3 separate regions of the Mus musculus genome follow, and all the other regions are linked to region 1. Evidence: chromatin contacts called from public HiChIP or PLAC-seq and promoter capture Hi-C data. All regions are on one chromosome and are shown on one strand. The core of a region is the stretch at or near the end of the contact, and the rest is flanking DNA. Distances in the headings are between cores, read along the strand shown. Region 1 holds the start of Esco2 (establishment of sister chromatid cohesion N-acetyltransferase 2). Region 2 overlaps Ptk2b (PTK2 protein tyrosine kinase 2 beta). Region 3 overlaps Zfp395 (zinc finger protein 395).

The links. Promoter capture Hi-C pulls out the DNA fragments that hold promoters and counts their contacts. HiChIP or PLAC-seq counts read pairs in DNA pulled down with a chosen protein or histone mark.
Region 2: a contact with region 1 is called in an H3K4me3 HiChIP or PLAC-seq map of forebrain, with 3 times the contacts expected there. The contact joins the enhancer-like site here to the promoter of Esco2 in region 1. A contact is called at or near these places in 3 of 39 promoter capture datasets (HPC-7-derived erythroid cells and liver), 4 of 484 Hi-C or Micro-C datasets (the G1E-ER4 cell line, the HL-1 cell line, cortical neurons and 1 more), 2 of 115 datasets of contacts at active chromatin or transcription factors (forebrain and kidney) and 2 of 9 other capture datasets (adipose tissue and liver).
Region 3: a contact with region 1 is called in a promoter capture Hi-C map of the HPC-7 cell line. The contact joins the enhancer-like site here to the promoter of Esco2 in region 1. A contact is called at or near these places in 3 of 39 promoter capture datasets (the C10 cell line, the HPC-7 cell line and pre-B cells), 1 of 484 Hi-C or Micro-C datasets (pre-B cells), 4 of 115 datasets of contacts at active chromatin or transcription factors (embryonic stem cells, large pre-B cells and pancreatic cancer cells) and 1 of 9 other capture datasets (liver).

Annotation. Positions count from the first base shown.
Region 1 is chr14:65,832,609-65,835,333 of GRCm38.p6, forward strand. Esco2 (establishment of sister chromatid cohesion N-acetyltransferase 2) reads right to left here and starts at 1,361. Exons shown (of 11, transcript NM_028039.2): 1 at 1,194-1,361; 2 at 56-133. The coding sequence starts at 120.
Region 2 is chr14:66,159,897-66,162,596 of GRCm38.p6, forward strand. The region is part of intron 24 of Ptk2b (PTK2 protein tyrosine kinase 2 beta); the gene reads right to left. Among named protein-coding and RNA genes, the nearest start is that of Gm52098, 17 kb to the right of the region's middle. Within about 2 kb of position 1,420, at least 13 of the 459 cell types and tissues checked have an H3K27ac peak or open chromatin away from gene starts, as enhancers often do. A contact at or near this core is called in cortical neurons and forebrain, where this site is marked.
Region 3 is chr14:65,380,305-65,383,004 of GRCm38.p6, forward strand. All of the region lies in intron 1 of Zfp395 (zinc finger protein 395), which reads left to right. Among named protein-coding and RNA genes, the nearest start is that of Zfp395, 23 kb to the left of the region's middle. Within about 2 kb of position 1,402, at least 174 of the 459 cell types and tissues checked have an H3K27ac peak or open chromatin away from gene starts, as enhancers often do. A contact at or near this core is called in the HPC-7 cell line, embryonic stem cells, liver and 1 more, where this site is marked.

The DNA.
Region 1 (2,725 bases), core at 111-2,610:
CAAGACTGGATTTTTTCATATTTAAAAGAGTTCATACATACAGGTTAAGACTTACCTATCATCATTATCAGCATTCAGTGTATATCGCTTCCTCTTTCTTGGAGTACAAGTTGCCATCATCTTAGTTAAATTCCTAAAGGCAGCAAATATGTCAGTTATAATAAAGTCACCAAAAGGATAGAAAACGCACCATGTCAAAATTGTTTATAAATCTTGATTCTAAATAAGTGACTGCAAATAAATACCCAAGGGAACATTGCTTTTTGAGATAGTGCTTCACATAGCAGAGCTTAGCCTCAAATTCAAACTCATTCACTCTGTCGCCAAGGATAAACTTGAACTCTTGAGCTTTCCAGAACTGGAATCACAAGCTAAGTCACCAGGCTTGGTTCCAAGAAACAGATTAAGAAAAACAACAACGAACCAACCACAGAAAGACAAACAAAACCTAGTCAGGTGTGACGGTGCAAAATGGGAGGCATAGGCAAAGGGACCCTGAGTTTGAGGCAAGCCTGGGGTACAGGGGGTCTCAAAAAAAAAAAAGCAAAGCAGTAAGCTATGTATTAGAGAAGTAAACAGTGATAAAAGGGAAGGAGGGTGGGTTGGGGAAATACTGCGCTACAGTAGATGAGAGTGATGAAAGGTGATCCTACTAACGAGGCCGGGTGGAACCCTAATTGGGGTACACTTCCCTTTAATTAAACCAGTCACATCAAGTTTTGGCACTCCTGGTAGGCCTTTGGCACTAGCCTCCTTCCATGGCTCCTCCATATTCCACTTAGCACACTTTCTGACTGACCAGCCAGTCATCTTCACAGCCTGCACGTTCAGGGAAGGCAGAGATTGCTCACACCCTTCCTGGAGGTCTGAGCGAGGTAATATGGGTGGGACAAGTCCTCCCCACGGGTCCCGGCGGGGCTCCCTCACCTCACTAGGCAGCTTGCTAAAGTCAAGCCGCGTCCCTTAGGGAGATAATTCTAGAATGTTCTTTCCTTCCTTTCCCCTTCCTTCGGAAAGGGTATGTCAGTCCCACAGAACTCCACAAGCGCGACCTCTAAGCCAACCCGAGCGTCTACGGGGCAACAGGGAAGCCCTCTCCTTGCCTGCGTGAGAGACGCTGGCACCCAGAGCGGGAGCCCCGCGGGAGGAGCAGGCAGCGGGCTACGTTCAAGGCCCTTGCCCCTTGACGTTACCTTCGTTCCTCAGTCTCCTTCTGGACCGGCGTCCACGCCTGCGGGGGTACCGCACGAAATGACCCCTCTGCACCTCAGCAAGCTTACGACCTTGCTCACAGGAACCCGGCGCTCCGCCAGTGTGTTCAAATTCACGCGCGCTACTTGAGACCAACGCTGCTGCGTACTGATTCGTCACTGCTCAGGCGCTTCCTAGAGCCTGCGCCGCGATTGGCTTCTCGCTAGTCATTGCCCCGCCCTCCGGCGAGGAGGTCTCCGAGATTCTCCCGCCCTTGAGAGGCAAAGCTGGTCAGGGGGAGGGAGTTGGGGGGAGGAGTTGGGGAAGAAGGAAGGCACACCTCCTGAAATCCTGCAATAACTTCAGGCTTCAGACCGACGCCCGTAACAGTGCATTCTGGGAATTGTAGTTTATGGCTCAGCTGAATTGGAAGTTAAATTCTGAGGCAGTTTGGTGCAAACAGCTAACGAAAAGTGACATCCCCAAGATACTGGAGGCTCTTATTTTTCATATTTGAAGCCCTATTGTTGGTTTTGCGTTTTAGAAAAAAAAGTGAGATTTTCAGTTTCCATTTTACTATTTTATTATTCAAATTATGGTGTGAATGTTTGCTAAATTTGGTTACTTTATATATTTTTAAAGATTTTATTTATTTTTTGACTATGTGCATGCCTGCAAGTGAGTATGTGTATGTGAATGGAGATACCAGCATAGGTCAGAGGAGTTGAATTCCCTGGATCAAGTTTAGACAGTTATAGGTCACCAAATGTGGATACAAGGAATTGACCTCAGGTCCTCTGCAAGAGTAGTCTGTGTTCTTAATAGCTGAGCCCAATCTCTTGAGCTGGATCCTTTACATGTTTTATTTCACGTACTCCTTACACAACCTATGAAGTTTGTATTATCATTCCTCATTTACAGAAAATGAAAACGAAGGCCTGAACACAATCACTATTTACAGGGAAGGCCTGTGGCACTCCAACTCCAATCAAGTGTCTTTTGGCAAGCAGAAATGTTCTTAAAACACTCACAGGCTTTTAAGGAGTTATTAGTGTCTAGAAGTCTCAGACAAATGTTGAAAGGAAATAAAACTTGAGACCTGTGAGTCACGTAATGTATGTCAAATAGCCCAAAGAGTTGTTTGTGAGCTTTGAAACCTGGGGCTGAGAACATAGCAGAACAGACCAGGACATGCCTGGGCAGGCCCATCGCCTCCCTATCTCCCACCCCTCTGACTTAAGTTAAATGTTAACAGGCTGCTGATGTTTAAATGGACCAATCATGTGAAACTGCGCCAATTCCTCCCCCAGTCCCACTCCTTTTCTATAAAAACCCCTAGCTTCCAAGCCACTGTCTCCTGTGTGAGATACCGGAGCTCCGCCATTAAAATACCCGTGTTGTTACATCAAGGTGTTGTGTTCTATTCGTGATTCTTGGGTGCACGCTGAATTGGGAGCTGAGTCGGGGTTTCCCCACTAGGTTCTTTCTTTTTTTTTTTCCATTTTTTATTAGGTATTTAGCTCATTTACATTTC
Region 2 (2,700 bases), core at 170-2,669, 330 kb after region 1:
GTTTATAGGGTGCTCAAAGAAAATGTTAAAAAAAAAGTCATATCTACTTTTAACAAGTCATGTCTCTGCCAGGCCTCTGAAAAGTTTCCCACTAAGCTCCATAAAACAGGCTTGATCATTACACTATAGCTTTAAAATAGTTGAATTGGAGTACACTGCCCATCATTAATATAGATTCAAGTCTCGGTGTTTATTTCTTATAATATTCTTCATCCAATCCATTCAGCAACTATTGGTTAAGCAGCTACTGTGTGGTAGGCATAAAGCTGGATGCTGGAAGAACAGCAGTTTTAAAAACCACGTGTTTCTGTTTTCATAGGGCTAAATGACTAATATAAAGAGTTATTTATGCCCCTAACACAATGCTATCTACAATGGTATGATGGGCCAGGAGGTCTTCAGTGGAGCCCAGTGGGTGCCTGTCCATGTTCTTAGCACTAAAAACTAAACTCACTAAACCTCTTTTCTGTGTGAAGCACTTAGCCACAGGTATTTTGTTATAGAAGCAAAATAACAGACTAAGACACAAATGTCCCAAAAAATGAAGGTAAGCATTTTAAAGTTAAAAATATCCCCAGTTAAACTCAATGCAGGTCTATGGTCACCTTGGGCTTTTAATAAATGGTAGAACTAAGTGTCAAAAGTTTTCAATTCAGGGTCAGAAATATAAAAGAAAATATAGAGACCGAGGAATATTAAATACTGATAGGACAAGTTACTGGACTCCAAAATCTTCTATATAGTTTTGTCATAAGAGATTGCCACAGGTTATACGTGATGTATACCCCAGGCTTGACCTTGGCAAATATTTATTAGCAAACAAATGCTAGAAAGCTTGTTCTGATGACTTCTAATTACATAATAAAACTAAAGGATAAAGGTAGAGGCTTTCTGCTTTATTCTTAATCTGTGTATGTATGTGCACACGTGCATGTATGTGTGTTGGTGTGTGTTGTGGGAGCATGTGTGTGTGGCAGCTGGAGGCTGAGACAGGCATCTTCCTCAACTGTTTTTCACGCCCTTGGAGCATGGTATCTCCCTCAGCTGAACTGACAACTCACTGGTACGGATTAATCAACCTGGCCACCTCGCTCCCAGAATTCTCGGTTCCTAGGAACTGGAATTACAGGTGAACCAGCATGCTGACCCAGCGTTTAGGTGAGTGGGAGGATCCAAACTCTGGTCTTCATGCTTGCACAGCAAGTGCCTCATCCTTGGAGCCATTGTCCCAGCTCCAGTAATTTCAATAATAACGTTTAAACCTTGAACTTCTTTACATTCTGGTATTCTCCCTAGGCAACCGACACCCACACTTCTTGGAAGGAATCGGGGATTTGCGTTACAGAATGGTGCTCCTGAGTTGTTTTCAGTAACTGCTGCCGCTCATCCTTCCTGCCTCATTTACACCTCCGCATAAAACCTTCCTTGTTCTAGCAAAACCATAGTCCCGCCCCCTTGCCTCATAGCAAAGCAGTGGCCCCACCCCTTACCCTATAGCTTTCTGCCACTTAGTCTTGGCTCCTATAGCAGCCTCTTCTTTGTACATCTCCCACATTCCAGTTTTGTCCCTTTCCAACGTTTCCCTAGGTGATACAGGTGAGTGTGCACCTGTGCCCTGAAGGCAAAGCCTCCTGGTTCCTCCTTCAGCACCTAGGACAGCACCCTGCTGCACCTCGTTATGGAATTGGGATATGGGGTGGGGGGATGACTATCATCATCCTTGTGCGACGTTCCACCGGACTCCCAGAGGAGCCACACTATACAGGAAATGATTTTGCCATCTCCGAATTTTTGTTAAATGCTTTCAGATGCTTCGTGGGAAAGCTGTTATCTCGTGAGCATGGCACTGGCAAGCGACTGTCTCACGTACACCATAAAATGGAGTTTATACTTTTTCTTTTTTATGTATTTAAAGAAGAACTCTTCATGTTCTTTCAGAGTTCCTTTATGACAGTCACTTCTAAACGCCTGCCACAAAAGACCTGCACAGCCTGTCTTTATGGAACTGAAAAAAGTCCTGGCAGTGAAACACAGCCCAGACAATGGCAGTGCTGCCCCCCACAGGCACTAAGCAGCCTCTTTCTGAAAGAACGAATGCAATTTTTTAAAAAAGCTCTCCAAAACTTAATAACTATGAATAAAGAGTCCAGGGCAGGGGTGGTGGTGAGCATTGCCTAAATTAGAGCACATGTTTAAAACTGTGGGTTAATTATGGTTAATCATACATGAAGACCGAAATTGGTGAAATTAATGTAAGAGAGAAAAACAGAGTGAGTTTGAAGAAATTTGACTTCATAACAGACCTCAGCTGCCTGGAATTCTAAATTATGCTCATTTCAAATTTTTGCTAAATTAAGAATAATAGCACAGAAGCATATTCAAATAATTGCCTACATTTCTCAAATGTGTTCTAACGAACATGTATTTTTTTTTCCCCACAAAAAGCTTTAGAGTTATGGATCTTGAGGCTGAAACGTATATACATATAGAGCAAGAGAGGAAACGGTGAGTATTTCAGTCTGTTTCATAACTTAGTAAAATATATCAAGTGCTTACAGCAACTTGATGTTGGGGGTGGACACCTGCTCACAAGCCAAGTGCTCAGCGCAGAAGACCTGACATTCTGGCCCAGGAAGCCTCCAGGGCTTCACTGGAGACAAAGAGGCTGCAGTGAGCTGGTTCATGAGCCTGTTTTCTTAC
Region 3 (2,700 bases), core at 152-2,651, 450 kb before region 1:
GTTGAATTTAGAAAATAACATTGAAAAGAAATTCAAGTTAAAACATTAAAGATTTAAAGGAAAAAAAAAAAAAGAAACCTGGTAGTTCTCCAGTAAAAGATGAGGACGGTACCCAGGATATTAAGTACTAAAAACTCAGGCTACTGTGTATGCGCTGGGTGTGAGATCTCTGTAAAGACACGAAAACAGGGGTTTAATAGGAGCCTCTTGTCTTCATTTCAACCCTCATCATCAACTTGGTGAACGTCAGGGCTTTTGCAGTTAGAAACCTCGCTGTAAACCTCACCTCCTCAACTCTGACACAAGTCCCATGCGTTGTGTAATAAGCCGCTGGCTTCTGACCTGTGTCCTGGAAGTGCTGCTGGGTGATGTCATGGCATGCCGCAATGCCCCTGGGTGGTGAGAGGCACAGCCGTCAGATGCAGCTCTGTGCACTTGCAGACGTGTGCTGAGAGAAAGAGAGAGAGAGAGAGAGAGAGAGAGAGAGAGAGAGAGAGAGAGGCCGTTGTCCAGTAGCCATCATGTGATGAATGGCAGTTTGTGATTCTGGACCATCGAGTTTGTTTTACTGTTCTGTCAGGTTCAGTTAGGTAACGGAGAGCAGATGTCTGCATTAAAGGCCATTAGCACATCAGGATGCGTTTGCTGAGGCTGGTCGTTGACCAAAGCACATAAGCGATCCCTTTCCTATGGACAGCATTTGGGACTCCAGATGCCCCTTAGGACGTTCTGAGACCACTTTATGAGTTTATGACCCATCAAGGGATCTGTAAGTGGAGAACGTAAAACCGGAAAGGCAGCGTTTAGCTACATGCTGAAATCCAGTCCTCGTTACTTTACAATACAGGTTTCCTAATTTTCTCTGCTGCCACAGAAAAGAGTCACGTGGCAAATTAGAAGGCTGGCTGGTTCTGGAACCATGAGTATTTCTCAAGAAAGCTTCCTGGTGGGGGAAGAGGGTCCTGAAAGAGGCCAGCTGGAGGGTGCGTGCATACTAGGAGGCAGGGTGAGACCCGCCATGCCAATTGACCAGCTAGCACTTCCAAAATAGGTGTGACTTTGCTCCTCTACCCATCTTTCCGGCCAACTTCTGTCATTATTGCCCCATTACTTCTGAATCCTGAAAGCATAATGTGTGTTTTTGAGTGGATTTTTGGAGAAAGTAGCCAGCCTGTGGAAGCAGGCCAGGAGCAGAGTTGCCTATTTGCGCAGATCTCTCTGGCTTCTGGAAGGTACAGGCTTACCAACCAACAGAAGAGCATTCTTTAAAAAGAAGACAGGCTTCCAAAAACAGCGTCAGAGTTTGTTGCCCAAACATCTCAGGTTCTTTCTGAAGACTGGGAACCAAGGTTTGGAAACACCGCCGGCTTCATTTTCAGTACTAGAAACCCCAAACTTCCGGCTCAGCAAAGCTCCTGGGTTTCTTTTGGGGGAAGGGAGGGCAAGCAAAGGACTGCTGGTTTCTCTGTATTAGTACTGCCACCTGTTGTCAGTCAGTGACATTACACGTTAGCTTTCTTTTGCTCTGTGCTCCTTTTTTTCCTGTGCCTGTTCTTGAACCTAGGGCCTCTCTTACACCAGGGACACTCTACACTGGGTCACACAGCCTGACCGGTGGCTGCAGTTTAAAAGCCATTTATCTGGGGCACCTTTTATTTTTAATTTGTAGTCACAAAGTTCTCAGAGTGTGAAGGCACCAGCCACCTAACTTGGAGATTCTGCATGCCATATTCTTGCTTTGTTTCTTGGGGACTCCTGATCAAGCTGCCAGTATATCAGATTACAGACTTTGAGCAGAGAACTGGCTTTTCCTTTCTCCCCTCCCTCCCCTCCCTTCCCCTCCCTTCCCTTCCCCCTTCCCACCACTCCATTTGTTAATTCATTCTTTTGTTCTTTTTGAGACTGGCTTTCTGTGTAGCCCTGGCTGTCCTGGAACTCAGACCAGGCAGGCCTTGAACGCAGAGATCCGTCTGCCTCTGCCTGCAGAGAGCTGGGCTCAAAGGAGTGCTCCACCATCGCCTGGCTGCCTCTTTCTTATTATCCTTTTGCTGTTATTGTTTTGCTTTTTCTTTTTTATTATATTTTTAAAATTTAAAACAGATTTGAACAGATCGAATTGAAATGTTTCGATCATATTCTTCAGTCCATCCAGTCCATCCAGATCTTCTCCCCTCCCCTCCCTATCCAATTTTAAGTTCTTTCTCAAAGCAAACAAAAACAAACAAAAATCCAACACAACAACACCCCCCACCCACCCAACACCAAGAAGACAAAATAAAGCAACACCCAACAGAAAGAAAAAACACAAAACTTCAACAACAGCAACAACAACAAAAAGTAGCAAAAAAGCCTCGTGCAGTTATGTTGCTACTCCTGGACGTGAGGCCTGCCCTGGAGGGGTTGACACACCCAGTGCCATTCCTTCGGGGAAGATTGATGTCCCTCTCCCGCAGGCGCAAGGATCAGTTCTATTGACCACCTTTACCCAGGTGGCTAGCTTTTCATTCATCGTGTGTTTATCCATTTAAGAAAGCATGACAAAGCCTGGCACAGGCCTTAACCCCATCTCTCGGGAGGCAGGTAGATCTTTGCTAGTTCAAGGCCAGCCTGGTCTGCAAAGCAAGCTCTAGGACAGCCAGGGCTACACAGAGAAACCCTGTTTCAAAATACATCCCCTCCCCCCCACCTCGGGGGCCCCCC